3 separate regions of the Sus scrofa genome follow, and all the other regions are linked to region 1. Evidence: chromatin contacts called from public Hi-C and HiChIP or PLAC-seq data. All regions are on one chromosome and are shown on one strand. The core of a region is the stretch at or near the end of the contact, and the rest is flanking DNA. Distances in the headings are between cores, read along the strand shown.

What was found. Hi-C and Micro-C count contacts between places; a contact is called where the count stands out from the background. HiChIP or PLAC-seq counts read pairs in DNA pulled down with a chosen protein or histone mark.
Region 2: a contact with region 1 is called in an H3K27ac HiChIP or PLAC-seq map of skeletal muscle, with 4 times the contacts expected there. The contact joins two enhancer-like sites. A contact is called at or near these places in 10 of 47 Hi-C or Micro-C datasets (embryonic fibroblasts, heart right ventricle, liver and 5 more) and 2 of 2 datasets of contacts at active chromatin or transcription factors (alveolar macrophages and skeletal muscle).
Region 3: a contact with region 1 is called in a Hi-C map of subcutaneous adipose tissue, with 2.4 times the contacts expected there. The contact joins two enhancer-like sites. A contact is called at or near these places in 9 of 47 Hi-C or Micro-C datasets (brain, embryonic fibroblasts, heart right ventricle and 5 more) and 2 of 2 datasets of contacts at active chromatin or transcription factors (alveolar macrophages and skeletal muscle).

Annotation. Positions count from the first base shown.
Region 1 is chr1:223,897,022-223,901,886 of Sscrofa11.1, forward strand. It overlaps TRPM3 (transient receptor potential cation channel subfamily M member 3), which reads right to left. Exons shown (of 27, transcript XM_021074417.1): 21 at 4,722-4,850; 22 at 1-191. Among named protein-coding and RNA genes, the nearest start is that of KLF9, 150 kb to the left of the region's middle. Within about 2 kb of position 2,625, at least 37 of the 83 cell types and tissues checked have an H3K27ac peak or open chromatin away from gene starts, as enhancers often do. A contact at or near this core is called in liver, omental adipose tissue, retroperitoneal adipose tissue and 2 more, where this site is marked.
Region 2 is chr1:223,795,277-223,800,141 of Sscrofa11.1, forward strand. The region is part of intron 2 of LOC110255683 (a long non-coding RNA gene); the gene reads right to left. Among named protein-coding and RNA genes, the nearest start is that of KLF9, 50 kb to the left of the region's middle. Within about 2 kb of position 2,830, at least 7 of the 83 cell types and tissues checked have an H3K27ac peak or open chromatin away from gene starts, as enhancers often do. A contact at or near this core is called in retroperitoneal adipose tissue and skeletal muscle, where this site is marked.
Region 3 is chr1:223,811,814-223,816,678 of Sscrofa11.1, forward strand. No RefSeq gene overlaps it. Among named protein-coding and RNA genes, the nearest start is that of KLF9, 67 kb to the left of the region's middle. Within about 2 kb of position 3,013, at least 17 of the 83 cell types and tissues checked have an H3K27ac peak or open chromatin away from gene starts, as enhancers often do. A contact at or near this core is called in liver, omental adipose tissue, retroperitoneal adipose tissue and 1 more, where this site is marked.

The DNA.
Region 1 (4,865 bases), core at 1,375-3,874:
AGACGGATGTACCAATAAATGATGTTCACACAATAGATGACCCTCCCATCGCTCCTGAAGGGCTGGTCTTGGAGACGAAGGATCATTCCAACAGAGAACAGAAGGATGGCTATGAGATCTGTGACATTCCAGTACTCTTGGAGCCACACCTTCACTTTTTGTAGCAACTTCCCTGGCTCTGACATCAGGATCTAAGAGGCAGGAAAGAAGACTGGGGTTAGGTCTGATTTCTGTTTTTATTTTCAGCCCAGCTGGAAAGTGCTTGGTCTACTAGCTGCATCAGTAGCTTGTTTTGTCCACCTGTATGTACTCAGAGGCTGGCTGGCCTCAGCTTAGCTCAGTTGTGTATAAGTACTGAGTTTGATCCTTTGGGATGCGTAACATTTCTAAGGCATGCATTAGGGTTGTGCTATAAATTATAATTATTTCTAATGCCCTGCAAATCTCCAAAAATCCTTTTTCATCCCAGGAAACAGTGTCACCCATATTGAATAGCTCAAGCCACTAATTTAGGACTCCTTCATTCCTCCCTTTCATGCCCATATCCCCTGCATCAACACAACCTATCACCTCTGTTTCTAAATACAATTTATTCCAACCACTTTTCAACCACCTCCATTGAGGCCACTCTGGCCTAAGCCACATCAAACAGCCCAGATGATTCCAACAGCCTTCTAACTGGCATTTCTGCTGCCACTGTTGCCCACCTGGCCTCAATCCATTCTCTGAGTAGCTCAGAGAAAGCCAAAACAGCCTAAGCCATGATCTGGGTAGTAAGTACACAGTTGCATGGGTAGGGAAAAAAACTCATCAAGCTGTATGTACTCATGGGTTTGTCTTCTCACAGGTGAATCATACCCCAATTTGAGAGATTTGAGACATACGAACAACAAAAATCATGGCAAATTATGGTAAGTGATGGCTTCCATTACAAATACAGAAAAATCCAAACTCCTTATGGTAGCTTCATTTCACATCCCACCGTATTCTTCTTGCTCCCTTCCCTGAGGCTATAGTATTCTGCTCTTACGTATAACAAGGATATTTGCACTTGTTCCCTCAAGTTGGGCATTTTCTTCTCTCAGATTCTTGTTTATCTGGCTCCTTCACATCCTCAAGTTCTCCCTATAAATTTCCTCTTCTAAGAAAGAACTCCCTTGATCACTCCCCCTGCAGTGGTCCCCACATCATCAAGTCACTAATACATTATCCTACTTTATTTTTTTGAAGATGTTATCACTACATGGAAATCTTGTGTGTGCACGTATGTGTGTCTATGTGTATCTTGGCTGGATGGCTATCATCTATCCATGCATCCTTCTCAACATCCCTCCATCTCTTATCTTGCTCTCTCCCCTACACTGTCAACTTTGAGGACCGACTCTTTGTTCCTCAGGGCCTGAGACATAAGAGACAATAAATATTTGTTGGCTATTGGCACAGACACCTCACAGCACTTCTCCACTCCTTTGTATATCCCAGCTTTGGGTGGTACTCTTATCTTAAATCTAGAGTACTTCTTGCTGCCACACTATGAAATGCACAGTTGGAGAGTAGGAGTTGCCACCCATACTGTACCATAGCCCACCCCAGGACATGAGGAACCTTGAGAGGCTACGTAGCAGGGCTACTTCACGAATCATTTGTGTATACCTCTGAGATTTCCACCTCCTCAAGCCATGACTCACCCCTTTCCTGACTAAGGACCTCTCAACAGAGTGGAGAGCAGAGACTGGGCTCAGGTCTAATCAGCAGCTATTTGAATCCCCAAGACCCCTTTAATGGCTTGCCTTACCCTGAAATATTAAGGAAGGGAGGTCATAATAAGAAAGGACTGGGGCTTGAGCAAGATACCAGGGGCCACCTGGTAGCCTCATTCCTCAACCCTGGCCCTTAGCATGTACCAGAAGCACCTGGAGGGCTGGTGAAAACACAATTGCCTGGGCCCATGCTCCTGGCCTTTCTGCTTCAGTATGCCTGGTGTGGGGTTTGAGGATTTCCATTTCTAACAAGCTCCCAGGTCATGCCAGTGACAAGTTGGGAGCCACTGTTCTACGCATGAGGAATTCCTGCAGCAGTTATTGTTCTGACGGCTTCTGGCCCCCAAGCTCCATCTTAACTAGCAAATGGTGCACATGGGCACGCAAGCAAGTGCTGGGGGGTAGTGAATGCTTTGGCGTTTTTCTATCCTTTTGCTAAGGCTTATAGTATAACTTTTTAAAACAATGAAATTTTTGTGAAATCACAACATAAAAAAAGATCAGATTGACTGGGGTGAGACAGGAGTGAAAAGGGCACCTTCCCTTCTCCAGCCAGCTCTTAGGTACCTTGGGATTCCAGGGCTCTGAGGAGTGCTCCAGTTTGCAACCACTGGGGGAGTGGAAAGAGCAGTGGACCTAGAGCTGGGTCAGTCCGCTTAAGACCCACCTCTGCTTTGCAGCTGTGGAATGCAGGAAAATTGCTTAATCTCTGAGTCTTAGTTCCCATACCTAGTCAAGTGGGGATGTCTTCCCAACCACCATTTTCCCAATGGAGCTGCAGGAGGCAGCCCCACAGAAGAGAAGGCCCGCCTACCTCACGGGAGAGCAGTTATGCGCTATTAAGGGATCACCAGGCTTGTTTAGTGACTATGCACATAAGTATGTGGTGCCGGGAAGGGGTGGGCAGAGTGGGAAACCACAAAGCCCTCCTTGTATAGCCCTGGGAAGGCAGGGAAGCCCATGAAACTTTCCCCTGTTTCCAGGACCTTGTGACTGAGGTCTGGGGGGCCCGAGTGCTCTGAGGCTGCGCAAGGAGGGATCCTAGGCACAGGAGCAGTTCTTACTTCCCTAATGAGCCCAGGGATGCCGGGGAATTGGCAAGGGGGCCACCTCACCAAGTGGCTGAAGAGGGAAAGGTCAAGTACTTAGGTAGCCAATGCTTCCAGCCCCACAGCTTCTTCTTCAACAAGGACTCTAGGTTGACCCCCTGCTGACCCCAGGCTAAAAAGCCCTGCCCGCCCTCCCTGCTGCTATATGCTGCCTCAGGAGAAATAGATAGCCAGGCCTTGAGATTCCTGGCAGCCCGCCGGCTTGGCAGCCTCTTCCAGAACAGTCCGTGGAGTACAGACTGCTCCCTGTCTTCTTCCAGTCTAGTCCCTGGAGAGATTCCAGTCGCCCTGCTCAAGTCTTTCCCTTTTCTGCTTATCATGGGGAGGGAATATGCATCTGGGCTTTAAATCACAAAGCCAGCGAGCTGGCACTTCACAGCAATAGAGGCCCTAGCAGCAGTGGCCTCAGTTCTCAGAGAGCTACACAAAGACCAGAGCGAATTTATTACTGTTTTTCAGTTTACAAATGGGAAATGCACAACACTGGTCAGGAAGTGGATGGCATTATGAATGGGAAAACCTAAGTGTAGACAACTAGTTGGAACAAGGCAAAGGCATCCATTTAAAAAAAAAAAAAAAAAAAAGCCCCTTATAAAATGGGGCCAGTGTACCCACCTCCAAACTCTCAGGATGGGGGCATGCTGGTTAGAATTTAAATTCCCCAAAGCGCTTTAAAAACCCATGAGAAGGGCTCTAAATATTTATGCATATTTTTTTAAAAAATGACCCCAATTTGATGGCATCTTTTTTTCCTCCGGAGAACATTTTAAAGCTAAGCCCTATGACAGTAAGGTCCTCTTAACCTGTCTTAGTAATGAGGGCAAGGGTGAATTTGTGGGTCTGTAGGAATTTTTACTATGGAGCCCAATATATTTGCTCACTCACTATAGGACAGCAAGCAGGGTTTTTCCACAGCTCTTGAGATTGCAATAGACTTGATAGGGATTAATTCCTCCAGAAAATCCTCTCCAGCTGACTGCAGTTCCAGGGGAAATACAGAGGAATCCTCATACCACACGAACCTGCTTCCCTGATGGGCTTGAGCATGGGATTCAGGAGTGTTGGGCAGGGTTGCAGAGCCCTCTGGTGGATTACTGCTTGACTACATTCTCTCAAAGGGTTCTGAGTCTATGATGTCTCCCAAGGCTAGCTGTTACTTCCAATAAGTCACAGGAGGGTGGCTTTTTGATGGCTCCTGGGACAGTATGGGGTTGGAGGGAAAAGAGGGGGATCCATGCCCTCAGCCTGAAGGATAAAAAAAATATGTTCAACTTGCCTAGGGCTGGTGCAGAGGCTGGCACGTAAGAAATGGGAGTAAGAAATGTTGAGAAGGAATTAACCAAGGGAGGGAGTCAATTAGTGAAAAAAAGCACAGTTCCTCTTAGAGCTGCTGAAATGCATTTTCAGAATCACAGGTATTGGAGGACCGTGTGCACAGAGACCCAGAGTTAAGGGGTTAGAACAGGAGTTAAGAGCTGAAAACTTAAAAGACGTAAAGAAAAATTTTTCAGTGTAGAAAATATTTAAAAGGCATGTTTATCAGAAAAGAGAGGTGTAAATAGCCAGTGAAAACAAATGGAGAATTTCTTGAGGGCAAGAGCTATGCTAGCAGAAAACAGACAAGAGTCTAAGCACGGGTGGAGTTATAACCTTATAAACGCACACCAAAGTTTCCCAGGTTTGTCTGCAGCCCTTGAAGCCAAGTCCTATATTTCTTTGGCAGCATTAGAGAAAGTTTCTGGCTTAATTGGGATCCTGAGCGTTCCCTGATCCCCTTCATCCACAGGTGTAACTAACCACTGTCTTTCTGGTTTTTTTTTTTTTTTTTTTTTTTTTTAATGAAAGCAGTTACCTCTCTCATCTTTTCTATTCCCAGGGTGAAAATATAGGAAATGACGATCCATTCCTGGGTGGAAGGCCAGCGCTCCATCTTCACCAACACGATATAGTTGAAGAGCATCAAGTATCCGATGTACGCCAGCTGTAAGGAAACACA
Region 2 (4,865 bases), core at 1,580-4,079, 100 kb before region 1:
TCAAACCTGTGACCTCATGGGTACTAGTTGGGTTCATTTCTGCTGAGCCACAGTGGGAACTCCATCAACTTATTATTACTTTTAATAGCAGTGGATTCTTTTTTTCTTTTTTTGTCTTTTGTCTTTTTAGGACCGCACCTGAGGCATATGGAGGTTCCCAGGCTAGGGGTCAAATAGGAGCTGTAGCTGCCGGCCTATACCACAGCCACTGCAAAGCCAGATCCAAGCTGTGTCTGTGACCTACAACACAGCAATGCCAGACTGATGACCCACTGAGCAAGGCCAGGGATCGAACCCGCATCCTCATGGATACTAGTCAGATTCGTTTCTGCTGAGCCACAGCGGGAACTCCAAGTCTTGTAGATCTTGTTCACTGCCGGAAAGTGGGAGATTCCTGCAAGAGTGTCTTTACTTCTGAGATGCTTCTAGTTCCTGGATGTTCCTTGTCCCCTGTGACCATTTTTATTTTTAAAGTCAGCATGCTATCAGAATATTGGTTAATTAGTTCATTCATTCTATAGACGCCCATAGAATATTTGCTATGTTTAAGTTATTGGATGGTTTTTAGTGATTGGGAGATGAGTAAGATATGTTCACTGCTTTCAGAAAGTTTACTGTCCACTGGGAGAGGCAGAAATATACACACCATCTACATAAACATAACACATGTATATACAAGTAATACAAAGGAGGTTGGTACATGTCCAACAGAAGGACAAGGTACAAACTGGGAAGGCAGAGTATTACAGAACAAGATGAGGATTCTAATAGTTGGAAGTTGGGTCATAAGCAGTCTAGACAGCAAAAGAAAGAAACTGTGAAAATAGATGGCCTTTATGGTTAATTGAATGTATCATACTCAGGTATTAATGAGTAGTTCTTGTGGCTGAGTAGTTGATGCTAGGAAGAAGGAAAAAAATAGATTAAGCCTAGATTGGGGATATCTACTTCCTCATCTTGTGCCCTCAGCTAATCTTTCTTGCTGAGTGTATATGAAACCTCAGAATCTTTCTCAATGCAATTCTCCAAAAAGCCACCACTAATCAGTTGGGGTTGGAGCTTGAGATAAAACCATCTGTCATTCTTTGCTTGGGCCTTAAATCTTATCCTCACACATTTGTATTTTATTCTGTTGTTTTGGGTGAGTTATTGCATGTTTCTAAGAATCAAGATGATATGAGTGAATGACAGGATTCAACCTATGTTTCTTTAAGGTAGTTGATGGTCCTGGGAAGGATGCATGGAAAAGGTGAGAGACTATATCAATCTTCTAGTGACGTGAATGGGAGGGAAAAGTGGGTTGGACGGATGAGACACTGGGTAGGTACAAATGATAGGACTTAGTGATTATACAGGAGGGAAAGAAGACTTGAAAATACTGAGTTTTCTCATCTGGGTTACTGAGATAAGATGCTGCGATAAGATGGTCTGAATGTGTCTTTCCCCAAATCCAAATGTTAAAATACTAGCTTTCAAAAATGATGGTATTAGGCGCTGAGGACTTTGGGAAGTGCTTAAGTCATGAAGGTGAAGCCCTCATGAATGGGATTAGTGCCTTATAAAGGAGACCCCCTGCCTTCAGGGATCTCTAACCCTCTCCATCATGTAAGGATAGAATAAGAAGTCTGAGACTTGGAAGAGGGCCCTCACCCAACCATGCTGGTGCCATCAACTTGGACTTCCAGCCTCCAGAGCCATGAGATACATATCTATATAGATCTATCTGTCTATCCATATCTGTTACTTATAAACTACCCAATCAGGGCTATTTTGTTATAGCAGCCTGAACGGAGTAAGACAGAGGCCAAGAGAAGGAACACAAGAAGAGTTTTTTTTTTTATTTTTAAATAAAGGGAAAATGATAGGTTGAGTTTTAGATAGGCTGAATTTGAGGTTGTATGGGACATTTTATGGAGAGAATTCCAGCCAAAGAAATACATGTCTGGAGTTAAGAGTTAAAGAAGTAACTCAGGATTCAGCCACATTAAAGGAAACATTGAAAGCTTTGGGAGTTGATGTCATCACCTAGAAAGAGAGCTATGCAGGTCATTTATAGGCTTGTGGAAAAAGTTAGCCTGGTTACACCTAAAGAGTTGCTTACACTAAAGAGTTGCTTACACTAGGAAATATTACAAGTTTTTAACAATATGGTTACCACTAGTTAAATCTTGTCCTCCACTCTTGTATCTGATTCTTCTTTAATACAGAAAAATAACTCACCTGAATGGAACTTGTTTGGTGTCTGAGTATTAAGGAAAAGAAGGAATTTTTCTCTTGCATACCCTTTAAGCCAGTATTTATTACTTTTTTTTTTTTTTTTTTTTTTTTGCTATTTTAGGGCCACACTAGTGGCATATGGAGGTTCCCGGGCTAGGGGTCGAATCAGAGCTGTGGACGCCGGCTACGCCACAGCAATGCCAGATCCGAGCCGCATCTGTGAACTACACCATAGCTCATGGTAACACTGGATACTTAACCCAATGAGTGAGGCCAGGGATTCAACCTGCATCCTTGTGGATCCCAGTCGGGTTCGTTAACAGCTGAGCCACAAAGGGAACTTCTATTTCTTACTCTTTTGATGGCTGATCATGACCCACAGTGAGAACTATGTTTTACACACACATTATAACTAAAATAAAGGGCTTTATGAAATAATATCTAACTAAATCTTCTGCAGTTATTGTTATTTTCAGTTTTAGTCTATTCCATTAAAAAAATGGTTACTTGGGTCCCAGTAAGTTGATATTACAGCCACTAATATGTGGCTACTTGCAGTGTGCAAGACGTGGGGATTAAAGGGCTGTGGTTTCTGGAAGTCCACTCTCCCTCTAGTGGTTGGCATCTTTCAGGAGAGAACAGAGCTTATTAGTCTCAGCTCAGCCTGAGGACCCCTTGGAGAAGAGCTTAACTCCAGCTCCAAAGGCTTCCCTTTTCCTGTAGGAAGTTTTAGCTTGGGAAGGAAGTCTAGGTTAATTCTACCAGAAAGGTTGCTTGTGTTGCTTCCAGATGCAAAGACTACCACCACTATTACAGCTGCTGCTGCTAATTATAACACTTAGTGAGTGAGGCACTTTACATTCATTATTAACACAATTCTTCATAATAAGCCTCTGAGGAAATTATAATTATTACTTCCATTTTACAGGTGAGAAATACTGAGGCTAAGGGAGATAATGTGCCCCTAATCACATAGCCAGTGAATGGTGAAGCTGAGTTTCAAATTCAGCTTGCAGAATTGTGACAATAAGCTGTATTTCTCTTGTGTGTCTATTGGTAAGGCTTGGTATTTTCTCATGGTACTCTTTATTCCTTCCTTCTATGGAGTCTCCATGCATTTCAACATTTCTTGAACATAATCAAATATCTGACATGCATTCAGGAAGTGGAGGCAGGAAAGGTAGCAAGAGAGAGAATGAGTAAGGGTGGGGCAGGTTGATGAACAGGCTTTTGAGGCTGGGTTGGAAATGGCTGTCTGAAAGGGTAGAGGCCAGGCCCTCATCACCTTTGCCTGGCCACAATGTCTGGACCAATTCCCTACTTCCATCTTCGTCCCAACAGTCCTCCACACCCCCATCTCCACAAGGCTTATCTTTCCGAAGCAGCACCATCATCCTATGTCATGCTTCCGGCTGACACTGCCAACTCATCCTGTCCCAAACTGAATGCTTCCTCCCTCCCTTCAGTGCTAACTTGCCCTTCTCAGCCCACCTCATGTTTCTTTTCAGATGGCCATTCCAGACTTGCAATTGGCCCCACCCTATCTTCCTCACTCCCCATCCACTATTTCCCCTTAGGAAGCCCAGCCTAGCAAGTTGCCTCCCTGTCCCTGGATGCGTGTGACTTGTCTGATCTCAGTGGCTGTGCCCATGCTGTGTCCCTGTTGGAACGCACCTCCACCCTCCACCCCTTCCCCTTGCTGTACATATCCATCCCGCAGGTCCCAGTTCAGATTTTGCCTCTGCTCTTATGGTTTCCCCTGATCTCTTCTTTTATCTTTGCATCTTTGCTTTCTATCATCCATTTAGGAATATCACCAAATACTGTAGATTATTTAAATGATTCATGTTTATACGGTCATCCAGACTCATTCGTTTATTAATTTTAAAACTATTATTGATTTGCCTATTAAGTTTCAGACACAGGAAAGGTAATGATAACGAAGGTAAGAAGAGGTATCCTAACTCCAGGATCCAGAAAGAGAGCCAGCACAGTATAGTAGAGAGCCGCTGTTTTTGATACTCAGCTTCCATTCACCTTCTAGGAAAATACCCTAATTATCCTTTGGGTATTCCCTTAAGTATTTTTTCATGTTGTATGAGCAGGTCTGACCTCCCCACCTTGAATAAAGAGTGGGCATATGACAGAGGCCAGCCCAGGCCAGAGAGAGAACTGCATTTCCCTGGTCACAGTTATTGGTTCAGAGATGGTATGTACTTCTGGCTAAACCAATGGAAATTAGCCCCAGGTTCTTGCTAGAACTATCTGGGGATGCTAAACTGGTTGAAATTGAGCCAGGAACTTCTGGCAATTATTACTGTCACCACTTGTGGAGGGCCAGTCTGAAGATGAAGCCAAAATGGAGGCAATCAGATGGAAGGTAACTGGTTCTGCATAACATCTGAAGTGCTTAGATCCAGACACTATTGTACCTTAAAGTATATGTTATATCTTTGTTTAGGTTAGTTTCTGTTGAGATTCTGTAATCTACGACTTAAAGAATTTCCCTAATTAGCCCAGACTGATTCCCATTCCAGTTCAGGTTGGGTTGAGGACCAGAACAAAATGAATCTATTGATTTAGCAAGACTCTGGGCACAGAGGAGCACTGCTTTTTTTCTTGTATAAATCCTTCTTGCATCCCAGGAA
Region 3 (4,865 bases), core at 1,763-4,262, 85 kb before region 1:
TTCCTTTTTCCTGGCTCAGAGGGAGAGATGCACCCTGCTGCCAAAGCTGGGGAAGGCTGGCTGCCTCCCATCTTTCAAATGCCTTCAGTCCCTATGGGACTCCTTCCCCGACACTAGTGATGTGGTGGGGACAGCAGCCGAGAAAGCATGTCCCTGTCCCTGCTGCACAGAGGAGGCAAAGCCACTGTGTCCCAAACCCCCATCTCTCCTGAACCCCACCCCTCCCCAGCAGAAGTGCTCATATAGCTCAAAGTGGGGGGATTAGAGTGGAATGAGAGTTAATCAGCTCAGGAAGACTGTGGCATCTGGCCCCATTTTTTTCCTTTCTTTTTTTACAAAATGTGTTATTTGACTGCTGTTGTTTTCAGCTGTGGGCTGAGTGCCAATTCTGCTGCAAAAAGTAAGGGCCTGTTAAATATCTTCTTCTACATCATTTTGATAATACTCCTCTTGCTCCACAACTTTACATATCTCACTATTATGAATGGAGCAATTCCAAACTCCTGTCTTGGCATTTAAGACTTTCTACCACCTAGTGGCCTCCTCACTTGCTTCTGTCTCCCACCGCACTGGGATGGAGTGAGTGCCTGAGTGAAGCCTGCAGCCCACATGAAGGCTGAACCCATCCAGGCCCTCACCCCATGTGTCCTCAGCACTTGAAACTAGCAGAGCCAGACTCAAGTTCTGACCACCCAGGCCCAAGAACCCACCTTTTTTTCCTGATTGGTGGGTGGGGTGTTAGGAATGGGTGAAGGAGGTGACTCTGGGTAGCTTGGCCATTTCCCAGGGATACCTGCCCTGGTCTCCCTGGCATTGGAGGTGTGGAAGAGCTGGTCATAGATGTCTTGCTCTGGTTCTTTTAGGTTGACAGATTCTGTTGTGACTGGGTTTAGGTGGAGAGATGAGAAAAAGCGAGAGCAGAGAGGAAAACAGAAAGAAAATTGGGGAAGAAAGATCAGCCAGAAACAGAGAAAAAGGCAAGTCAGTGTCAGGGAGACCTGGAGTGGGAAGGGGAGGGGAATACATTTAGGGACCCCAGAACTGGGTGAGAAGAACAGGATCTTCCTCCTCTTGCGAGTGACTCCCATTATGTCTGTGCTTCCCCTACTCCCACACCAGGATATGCAGCCCCCAAGCCCTCACCCCTCCACCCCGGTTATCCTCAAGTGGCCTGCCTTAGTAGGTCAAAAAGCAGCCCCAGCCCAGAGAGTATTCCTCCTTGGCAATCTCCTCTTTGTGCTGTGCCCAGCTTTGTTTTCGTGTTTCTGGTTTAGTTTGTTTCAGTGGGAGGGACTGACTTGTGTCTTGGAGGAATTATTCCCAGCATTGGAAAAATGCCCAGCCCAGAGCCAGGGCCACATCCCAGTGCAGTCTGACCTTTCTCAGGATGGCCTAGAGCCTCCCCTGGACCAGAAGTTGCCCTTGGCCATGAAGGCACTTGGAAGTGGACTTGACCCATGTCTGCTGTCCTGGAGCCTGCAAGGGCCAGGGGCCTCCTGCCTCCTTTTAGGGCCCCTGACTAGCCAACTAGGCCTCCCTTCCTCAGACCAGGCTGGCAGCATTCTGTTTTGAGGCACTTTTGAAAATCCCTTGCTCTCCTAAAACTGAAGGCAGGGGCTAAAGGCACAAGGTGGTATCAAGAAAGTTCCAGATACTCAGCTTCTCTAAGACCTGGGATTTGGCTTGCATCCAGGTGAGGGTGGTTTGCTGCCCTCTGTTGTCTAAACATGATCTTTTCACTCATGCCCTTTCATGAAGACTTCTCACCTGGACCACCCTAGCGACTCTCCAAAGAGGCCTCTTCCTCTAAACCTTCCCCTCCATCCACTCTGTCTGTGGCCACTAGATCCATTTCACTAAAGGCCCTGTCTTGTCTTGTTATTCCTCCACTCAGAAACCATCAGTGGCTCTTAGCACCCATGGCATAATTAGTTTGTATAATCAAAGTGTTTGTGCTTCACCCCAGAGGGTATGAACCCCATAAATTCTGACTTCCTTCCCTGAGGACAGGACTGGGAACTGGGGAGAAGGAGGGACAGTATGCTGGGGACCCTTTCTCCTGCCCATGTCCCATTCTCAGTTGGTCCTGGGATGATCCTGCCTTTTAGCCAAATATCATTTCGACTTGGAGTTCTGTCTCATCCTAGGCTTCCATCAAGCCTTCTAACAACCTTACTTCTATGAACCGAGAAAGGTAACTGAGAAAGGAGATAAAGAGTAAGTTGGTGATGGCTAGTTCTTGGCACACATGCTATCACATCTCTCCTCCCTCACCCGTGGCAGATGTGACTAGTCCATTTTTGTCCAATGCGCCCAACAGAGTCCTCAAAAAATCTTTTCAACACTACTCCAGACGGCCCCTACCAGTCAACTGAATTTAGCAGGTGAGATGAAATCTGTTACCTCCGCACCCAGCTCTTCCAAAGAGTGAAACTTTAAACTTTGTTGAGATTGGATACAAAAAGACATGCATAGGCCACTAAAGTGGACCCACAAATGGCAGGGGCTCACAACTGAGGGATAACTGTATTTTGAGATTTAACCAAAGATTTCCCCCTCATTTCCTTGTAAATCCTAGGCCTTCCCTGATTTCGGGATAAGGACATTCTGCTTCTAGTCTCTTGGTGAATGAATGACTCAGCAAAAATACAGGGGGGCTGGTGCTGGGAGAGCTAAGGGTCAAGTAGAAACAGACTTTTGAAACTCCTGGCAGAGGTGGTAAATTGCAGAAAGAAAAAAAAGAGAAAAGCTCAAGCTTTGGAGTTTCAAAAGCATGAACAAGGGGATTCAGAGCCTTGAGAATACATGATGAATAGCAAAAAGAAAGAAAACAGACAAACAGGGAAAAGCTCTTCTTGAGTGGAAGTCGGAGCAGGGAGGAGTGACCAGCATGGTATGGAATGTGAAGGTCTTCCCCTAAACTCTGAGTTTCTCTAAACTCAGGGTAGTGTGAGAACTGCAGACTGGGCCCTGTGCTTCCGAGGGTGGCATGAATGAAACCTGGAGAGCCAGTGATCACCAGACAAACCACAACAACATAGCGGAAGACAGTATGGGGAGCCCCCCCATGAGGCCTGTGTGGTAGACGATGACACGAAGAACCTGGCGACTCGTACCCCTGAAATCCTGGGGAGTTCTGAGAAAATGAGAATCTCTAGGAATCCTTAACTGAGATTAAATTCCTGCCGCTGAGCATGGGGGAGTTGAAAAAGGGAAGTTACATTTCGTCACAGGAAAGGAAAGAACGTTACATCATGGGCCCCTGACTAGCCAACTAGGCCTCCTTCCTCATTACACATAGAAAGAATTTGTATGCATTACACATAGAAAGACATGCCCCCAAACTGTAATGAGGAGGTGACATTTTCTGGCTCTTTTGTCTTTTTTCCTTTGCTTTTCTATTTTGGCCACCCTGCCACATATGGAGTTCCCAGGTCAGGGATCAGATCAGAGCTTCAGTTGCAACCTAAGCCACAGCTGCAGCAACGCTGAATCTTTAAACCACTGTGCCAGGCAGGGATCAAACCTGCATTCTAGTGCTCCCAAGACACCTCTGATCGCTTTGCACCGCAGTGGGACCTCTTGATTGTGGCCTGGGAGGTGTATCAGAGGTCTCTGGTAGGAAGCAGAGAGGGAGGCAAGGCTCCCGCTTGTCTGGAGCGCTGGCTGTGGATCTGGTCCTTTACTCCCGAAAGACCTTCTCCTGCCTCGGAGAAGATGCAGCTGCCATGAGAGAAGCAGGGAAGGTGGCAGGGACAGCCCTGACACGCAGAACAGCTGTGTAATCAGGACTGCAGACCGAATGCACTGCACGGATAGGAGATTTAATGAGTCAGCAAGGTGAGGCCTGGGCCAGTGGATTTTTCCTTAAGTCCTGGAGCACTATAGATATGTAAACTAGGCCTCCTCAATAAGAAAGGAGAGCAGAAAAGATTTTTTGGCTCATAGAGGGTAGTGTATTTCCAGCCCATTAGCCCTGAAAGAATAGGTAGATTGGAAATATAAATATTTTAAAGAAGGGGTTAATTTACGGTTTCTTTCTTTTTTTCTGGCCTCACCAGCAACGTATGGAAGTTCCCAGGCCAGGGATCAATCTGGCACCACCACAGAGACAAACTGCCACAGCGGGAATTCCAATTTAGGATTTCTTTTTTTTTTTTTTTTTTTTGGTCATTTTAGGGCCACACCCACAGCATATGGAGGGTCCATGCTAGGGGTTCAATTGTAGCTGTAGCCGCCAGCCTATGCCACAGCAACAGCCACAGCCACAGCAATTTGGGATCCCAGCCGCGTCTACAACCTACACCACAGCTCACAGCAATGCTGAATTCTTAACCCACTGAGTGACGCCAGGGATCGAACCCGAGTCCTCATGGATGCTAGTCGTGTTCGTTAACCACTGAGCCACAACGAGAACTCCCAATTTAGGATTTCTTAACATTGGCATTACCGGCATTCTGGGAATTCTTTGCTGGGGGACAGGGTGCAGCTGTCCTGCACACTGCAAGATCTTTAGCGACACCCTGGGCCTCTGTGCATCAAATGACAGGAACATCGCTCACCCCAGTTGTGACAACCAGGAGTGCGTTCAGATAGTGCTTTATGTCTGGGGCTTGGGGAAATGGGCCAAAATGCCCCCAATGGAGAACACTAGGTTAATATTCACCCCCACATGGATCATGGAATAGGGGTCATATAAAAAGAAAGTAGGATCTGTAGTGCAGTAAGTCTGGAAATGCTGAGTGAAAACAAGCTAAACAGAGCATTTTATTTGTAGGACTTCTCAGGCCTGCAGCATGCCCACGAACACATTAAATCCCCAAGAGGGAAGATGTGGGATCAGCATGCACTCAATACACGCTGGG